2 separate regions of the Oryza sativa genome follow, and region 2 is linked to region 1. Evidence: chromatin contacts called from public HiCAR-type data. All regions are on one chromosome and are shown on one strand. The core of a region is the stretch at or near the end of the contact, and the rest is flanking DNA. Distances in the headings are between cores, read along the strand shown. Region 1 holds the start of LOC4341131 (pentatricopeptide repeat-containing protein At3g53360, mitochondrial). Region 2 holds the start of LOC4341140 (probable methionine--tRNA ligase).

Region 1 (3,665 bases), core at 341-2,840:
CTATCATCCACTAGTCCTGCCTTGAAAGCATATGCATGAACCTGTTTCACCATTTCAAAGTAACCCAATTCAGCAGAAGCACTCAGTACATTGTTTAAACTAATCCTATCCAGACTCGGTTCAGACTTGTTCAAGAGACTAAACAACTTCAGGACTTCTTCCGGATGGTTGTGTTGGGCACAGGCAGTAAGAATGCTGTTCCAGGTTACAACGTCCTGATCCTTTATCTCATGAAAAACATCCATCGCAGAGGATAAATCTGAACACCTTGCATACATGCTGAGTAAAGAATTGCAGACTGAAACATCCCCATCTAAACCCAATTTGACCAAGTAGGAGTGGATCAGCCTACCATGATATAGGGCATCACGGCCAACACATGCACACAACAGGCCCCTAACAGTAATACCATCAGGCCTCAAACCAGAGTCTCTCATCTCAGAGAACAGGACCAAGGCCTCACTAAGTAGGCCCTCAACAGAGTATGCATTTACTATGGAATTCCAAGAAACTAAATCCGGTGCCTCAATCCTGTAAAATGCTACCCTTGCAGAGTCCAGATTCTTGCATCGCGCATACATGTCGCTCAGTGAGCATCCTACATATAAATCACGGTCCAACCTATACTTGATGGATAAGCCATGAATCTGCTCTCCATACTCCCAGCTGCCCACAGCCCCACATGCACGAAAGGCACTACCAAAATGAAACTCGTTCGGATGATGCGAGCCCTCAACAATCATCTCCCTGAAAACCTGTAGTGCCTCCATTTCAAAACCTTGTTGAGCAAACCCAGCGATAATTGACCCCCAGGAAATTAAGTCTTTATCTTTAATCCTCTCAAAGAGCATGAATCCATCGTCAACCAAGCCATTCTTGGAGTACATTGTGACGAGTGCGTTCTGCACAATCAGGTCACTGCCTCTCTCTGACTTCAACGCATGCGCATGCACCTGCCTCCCGGTGCCGACGTCCCCAAGCTCCGTGCAAGCACGCACGGCACTGCCGAGGGCAAACTGGTCTGCGGCAGTTCCTGACCGTAGCATGGACGAGAACAACCCGAGAGCGTCACCGGCGCGGCCGTTCTGCACGTGCGCGGCGATGACGGAGGCCCAGGAGACGGGGTTCCTGGCGGGCATTTCGTCGAACACCTGGCGGGCGGAGTCCGGGGCGGCGCACCGCCCGTACATGGTGATGAGGTGGTTGCCGAGGACGGTGTTCCCAGCGAGCTGTGCATCCGGCGAGGAGGATGAGGAGGCCACGAGGTGGCGGTGGACGCGGCGGCCTTGCGGGAGGGAGCGCAGGCGGGAGCACGCGGAGACGAGGGCGGCGTAGGTCGCGGCGGTGAGAGGGGCTGGGGCGGCGGCGGCGGAGGCGGGGGAGGAGGAGGGGAGCGACTCGAAGGCGCGGAGGGCGGCGGCGAGCCTGCCGGCGTGGTAGAGCTGGAGGATGGTGCCGTTGGGGTTCTGCATCGGCGGCGGCGGCGGTGGCGGCGGCGGGGTCGTCGGAGTTGGGAGGGGGCCACTTAGCAGTGGCGCACTGGCGCGGTGGCTTCTGGAGCTGCTCTGATGGCGTAGCAGCCGTCCGATCGGGAGAGAACGGACAAGATGTGAGCTTTTTAATTAGTTGCTGATTGGTTACCATTTTTGTAGTGCTCTTTCTTTTTTGTTCTTTATTTACTCTATTACATATAAACATCATGCTTATATTATCTATAATTTTATAATTTATTAAATTTTATAGCTTTTCAAATGCAAGCATATTATATCATCATCACACATAATTCATATAATATTTAAATGTCTCTTCATCTTTTTTTATAACATCTTATATACATATATAGTTTATTATAACTCCTAACTTAGTTAATGTTCTCTCTCTTCTCTCACTAAGCAATATCACATCAATTGTTTTTGTCCTATGGTCCAAATTATCTCCCTTATTTTTTTCTTTTATTAAGTCATATCATCTCAATTGTTTTTAGCCATTAGATGATTATTCTATTATCCAAACTCTCTCTATCTCCTTTTCTTTTCTCATAAGACTATAACAACTTACTTTTACATTTAAATTATCGTTCTATATACTATTTAAATTTAAACTATCATGAACCATGTTAACTTATATAAGTTTATATTGTCTAGCTATCTTACACATTACTTAACTTAGTGCTATCATACTAAACTCACACAGCAATGTGTGGGGTTTCACCTAGTTTTATATATAAAAGAAACATAATAGTCTTACGCAAAGAGATATAGAAAAGAGTCAATTGCACTTTGGGCTAGGAATTTTTACCTAAGTTTCACTTTGAACAAGGGGTGAAGTTATCTTATCACTTTGGACTAGATAAATTTACAAAAATTTCAAATTGGACCACCCTTCTTCTCCATCTCTTCTCTTCCCTCCTTTTCTCTATTAAGCAGCTGCGCCGTGGATGATCAATCAAAACACTGGGATCCCTTCTCTCTCTGCTCTGTTCCTGAGCTTGAGGAACCAGCAAAATCAAGCCTGGTGATAGCTGGTTGTTGTAGCTGTCGCAGTGTCGCTTGCAAGCTCAATACAGTGATTTGCTCTAAGCTCACTTGATTTTTTTAAGGGGAAAATGGTAGAAGTCAAGCAGCTAAATCAAGGAGTAAAAGAAATCAAGGTCAGATGGAATATTGATTGGTTTATTATGTTGCTGGTAAGCTCGCTAATGAAATCACAAAAAAAATAGTCCAATGTGCAACAGAAAGTAAGAAAACCTGAACCAAAGTGAAAACATTAGATATAACCTAGTCTAAAATGAAACTCGGGCAATAATAACCGACCCATAGTACAATTCAATATAAATTTTACAATCACCTAAATACATTTTTACAATAGGAACTTATATGTAAACTTAATCTTAGTTAATTTCTAAAAAATAACTAGTGCAAGATAAAATCATGAAAAAAATAATGTATAGTTGGGGTGAGATATGTTTGTGGGTGAGTGGATAGTTGAGGGTTAAAAATATGTAGAAATTTGAATTGGAGTTGATGGCTGACTAACTATCACTATTAGAAAAACAATTTTTGTCGTGGCCAAAACACGTTTTTCAGGCGGCCAAATACTCCACCTGTACTAAAGACCTGCAGCGGACCTTTGACTATCTACAAAAATCGTTTTCACATACGGCTGCACTAAGAGCACCGCGTATTTTCGCAGGCAGCATCTTAAGTCACTTGCATGGAAGAATTATTTTTAGCCCAAAAAAAAGAGAAAAAAAACAATAATCACATCATGCAAGCATTTTTCATATTCACATAGCATCCATATATCAATTCAAATTCAGGAATTTTTCACATACTAGAATGTAGAATAAAGTCACTTATATATGATAAGTAGTATGCCAAAATTCCTCATATAGTGGGGCAATTAGAAGGACAAAATCAGTTATATTGTGGGATGGATATATAGTGGGACAATTAGAAGGACAAAATCACGAACAACCGCGAACAGTTGGGCTTTGGACTGTCGGAATTGAGCTGCTCGGAAGGATAACAAGAACGCTGTTTTGGTGATTAAGATCCCTGAAAAAGACATCTTTACCATAGAAATTTTGTGGCGATTCATAAAAATGTCTCCCGAAGCGTCTTTTTTTTTTTCTATCTCATACCATATTCAGAGACGTGTTTCAA
Region 2 (3,665 bases), core at 606-3,105, 160 kb before region 1:
CTTAACCACATATTTGCAACATAAGTTACCCGAATTGATCAATGTAGAAGGTATAGAAGCAAGCATGCACAAGAAGAGCAAGTCAGACCCTAGTGTAGTAGTGGCCGCAAGCTGGCGTAGCTGTGCGAAGAAGCGGACACAGACGGCGATGGTCTCGACATCCCTGGCTCTATGAGGAGAAGGTAGCGGCGGTGCGGGCCAGTGACTCCGCGAGAAGATGGCACTGCGCCTGGCTCCGTGAGGACATAGCGCCGGTCGCTGGCTCCATGGGAAGGTGGTGGTGCCGGCCGCTGGCTCGAGGAGGAGGTAGCGACGGCGGGCGGGCGGCCGCTGGCTCGGATGTGGTGGGGACGAATGTGAGGAGTCGCGGTGGCGGCGGCGGCGGCGCGTAGGAAGGGGAGAGGAAATGAGGGATTAGGGCACGACCAACTGGGAATTGGGGGAGGTGATGGGGAGGTGGACGGTTGTGATGTGCCATGACTGCCGGATCGGACGGCTGATGTGGGGAAAGGGCACTGTTATACTGTAGCAGATCGGAGGCCTCTCAGGGGCCGATTCACTGTCCATAGTGGCTGAGGAAAACTAAAGATTTAACGATTTTGCTATATCTCACTCGAAAGATTTTTTCTTATCTCTCACTCGATTTTCTTACTCAAATTTACAGTGTATTTTCTTGTAAGTTACAGTGTAATTTATGAAACTTACACTGTAACTTTTGTAAGTTACACTGTAATTTTTGAATCTTCACATGTAAATTTTAAATTTTGTATTTGATTTGGTCTTTTTCTTGAGGATATGGTAATTTAATGTTCATTATGGTGTTTCTTAATTGCTTTTTCTTTTTATTATATCTATCGGATTTTAATACAAAGATTAAAAATCTGTGTGATACGATTATAAAAATCTTTCGAAAGATGTATAGGTACTATGATATGATTCCCTTGGCACAGCAGTGGGAGGCCCAGAGCAAAGGCTCTCTTTGTTATTTTTACAAATCTTGAGTCGTCGGCCGCGGCGGAGCACAGGATGCGGAGAAAGGTCAAGGGAGGGCGCGCGAGGTTGCGTGCTGCGTGGCGATGGAGAGGGTGACAGGAACTAGCAGCGGGTGGGGTATCGGCGGTGCAGCGCGTGAGGGAGGGAGTTAGGGTTTGAGGTGGGGGTTGGCGGCGAGGTGAGGCAAGGCCACCACGGCGCAGCGGCGAACTGGCGGCGGAGGGGATCGGCACGATGGGGAGTGCGCAGAGGAGGAGAGGCCGGTGAACAGGGATGGGAGGAGGTTGGAGCGATCTGCGGAGGGGAGTACGCAACGGGCGACCGTGTCCGCCTGAGGAGGGCGTGATTGGGGATCACACGCGGAGGAGGGGAGATTATCTGAGCCGCTGGATTCACGTATTATCAGCCGTTGGATTTGATGAATGAGTAATGTAGGTGTTTGAGTAAGTTGGTGAATTATTATAGGGTAGATTATTACTAAATACGTGGACTCACATATTTGTTTAATTTTTCTCTAATAATAATCATATTCTCCCTTACATGTAGGTCTGATTGGTATTTTTATTTTTATTTTGATTCTAGTAACACGTAAGCACCACATGGAATAAAGACCAAGTTAACAAGTGCCATATATGTCAGTCAAAACCGCCCTCAATACTGCTTAGGAACTCAATTTGTACTGATTTTGCATGTTGGAGGACACTTAATAACCTGTTTTGTTTTGCCTTGAGGGAGGTGAATAGAATTCGCCGTCTATTTTGAGGGATCTCTAGTGAACTTATTGCAAAAACAAAATAGAGTTATGGGCCAGTCCGGCCCACTATTACCTCATTAGAATTTCATTTGACAACACCAAAGGACAGCCTCCACTCCCCCCACCTGCTCCTCCCCAACCCTAAACCTCCTCTCGTCTACCCCATGGCGTCGCCGCCGCCGCCTCCGAAGCTGCCGGTCCCCGGCCGCCGCAACATCCTCGTCACCAGCGCGCTGCCCTACGTCAACAACGTCCCTCACCTCGGGAACATCATCGGCTGTGAGCCTCCTCCCTCGATTTTGCTTTTTGTTTGTTAGCTTTCCTTGCGCTGACGGATTCAGCTAGTTCTTGCTGCTGATTGATTGGTTGATTGATTGATTGATGGTGGCGGTTGCGATGCAGGCGTGCTCAGCGCCGACGTGTTCGCGCGCTACTGCCGGCTGCGGGGCTACAACGTCATCTACATATGCGGCACCGACGAGTACGGGACGGCCACCGAGACCAAGGCCATGGAGGAGAAGTGCTCGCCCAAGGAGATCTGCGACAAGTGAGAGAGGCTTCACCTTCCCTCTGCTTCTAATTTAATTTGGTCTCTCTCACCCTGTTAGTAATCGTATATAGGATTTTGTCTGGGTTTATTATAATTTTGGTTGCGATGGCACTAGTTAGTACAAAAACAGTGTGGTTTAGCTTCAATATGAGCTGACGAATTGAATTGACTAGTCGCAGCAGATGCACTTATAGATTTTTTATTTTCCATGACACTCATCGACAGTGGCGGTTGGTGGTCGCACTCTCTGCTTACAACCATAAGATTATGCGCATTAAGTAATATGACGTGCCAAGTATGTTCGTAAACAATTGAAAGTGATGTAGAGTGACAGATCCCATAATTTTTGGAAAGACCATCGCAAACTTTTTTTTAGTTGTAGTTCACAAATGCATGAGTCAGTTGCCTTTCTTTCATGTCCTGTAAACTTAGCACATGAAAAGCGAAGGCATTTTCTTCATAGAGAGCTTTTCCTGTTGAAAATAGGTATCATGCTGTCCATAGTGAGGTTTACAAATGGTTTGACATAAAGTTTGACAAGTTTGGACGGACATCCTCTCCCCAACAGACTGAAGTCTGCCAAGCAATTTTCCAAAAGTTGATGGAAAACAATTGGCTCACAGAAAACACCATGCAGCAGGTATAGATGATTCTTGGTCTTATCCCTGTGTATCTGTCTTTTCATATTCTATCTTTTACACAATATATATTCCTTTTGCAGCTGTACTGTGATACTTGCCAACGATTTTTAGCGGATAGGCTCGTGGAGGGGAAATGTCCAACTGAAGGCTGTAATTATGAGGCGGCGCGAGGTGATCAGTGTGAAAACTGCAGCAAATTGTTGAATCCAACTGAGCTAATTGATCCCAAGTGTAAGGTAAGCTAATTTGTTCATTGAGCATCATTTTTTTATTGCTGCATGATACAAAGCACATAGAGTACTGTGAAGTTTTAATTATGCTTTCCTTTTGCCCTCTATCTTTCTGTAGGTCTGTAAGAATACTCCACGTGTCCGTGACACAGATCACTTATTCCTTGAGCTTCCTCTTTTGAGCGACAAGTTGGTAAACTATATCAATGAAACTTCTGTAGCTGGTATGTGGAGTCAAAATGCTATTCAGGCAACAAACGCATGGCTGAAGGAAGGTTTGAAGCCACGCTGTATCACCCGAGATCTCAAGTGGGGTGTTCCTGTTCCACATGAGAAATATAAGGACAAGGTTTGTGCATATCAGATCTGAAGAAGTCCTGCTTATGTTCTATTTACTTTATCTCTAATGATTTTTTTTTATTTTTAGGTGTTCTATGTTTGGTTTGATGCACCGATTGGCTATGTATCTATCACAGCTTCCTATACACCTGATTGGG

The links. HiCAR-type assays count read pairs that join an accessible place to other places.
Region 2: a HiCAR-type map of leaf shows a contact between it and region 1, with 2.7 times the contacts expected there. The contact joins the promoter of LOC4341140 here to the promoter of LOC4341131 in region 1. A contact is called at or near these places in 3 of 15 Hi-C or Micro-C datasets (leaf mesophyll, panicle and seedling) and 1 of 4 datasets of contacts at active chromatin or transcription factors (leaf).

What each region holds. Positions count from the first base shown.
Region 1 is chr6:18,845,126-18,848,790 of ASM3414082v1, reverse strand. LOC4341131 (pentatricopeptide repeat-containing protein At3g53360, mitochondrial) reads right to left here and starts at 1,590. Exons shown (of 5, transcript XM_015787806.3): 1 at 1-1,590. The coding sequence starts at 1,472.
Region 2 is chr6:19,002,311-19,005,975 of ASM3414082v1, reverse strand. LOC4341140 (probable methionine--tRNA ligase) reads left to right here and starts at 1,855. Exons shown (of 17, transcript NM_001423994.1): 1 at 1,855-2,026; 2 at 2,150-2,294; 3 at 2,784-2,937; 4 at 3,019-3,174; 5 at 3,287-3,517; 6 at 3,596-3,665. The coding sequence starts at 1,912. LOC136356848 (a long non-coding RNA gene) reads right to left here and starts at 416. Exons shown (of 2, transcript XR_010741875.1): 1 at 89-416.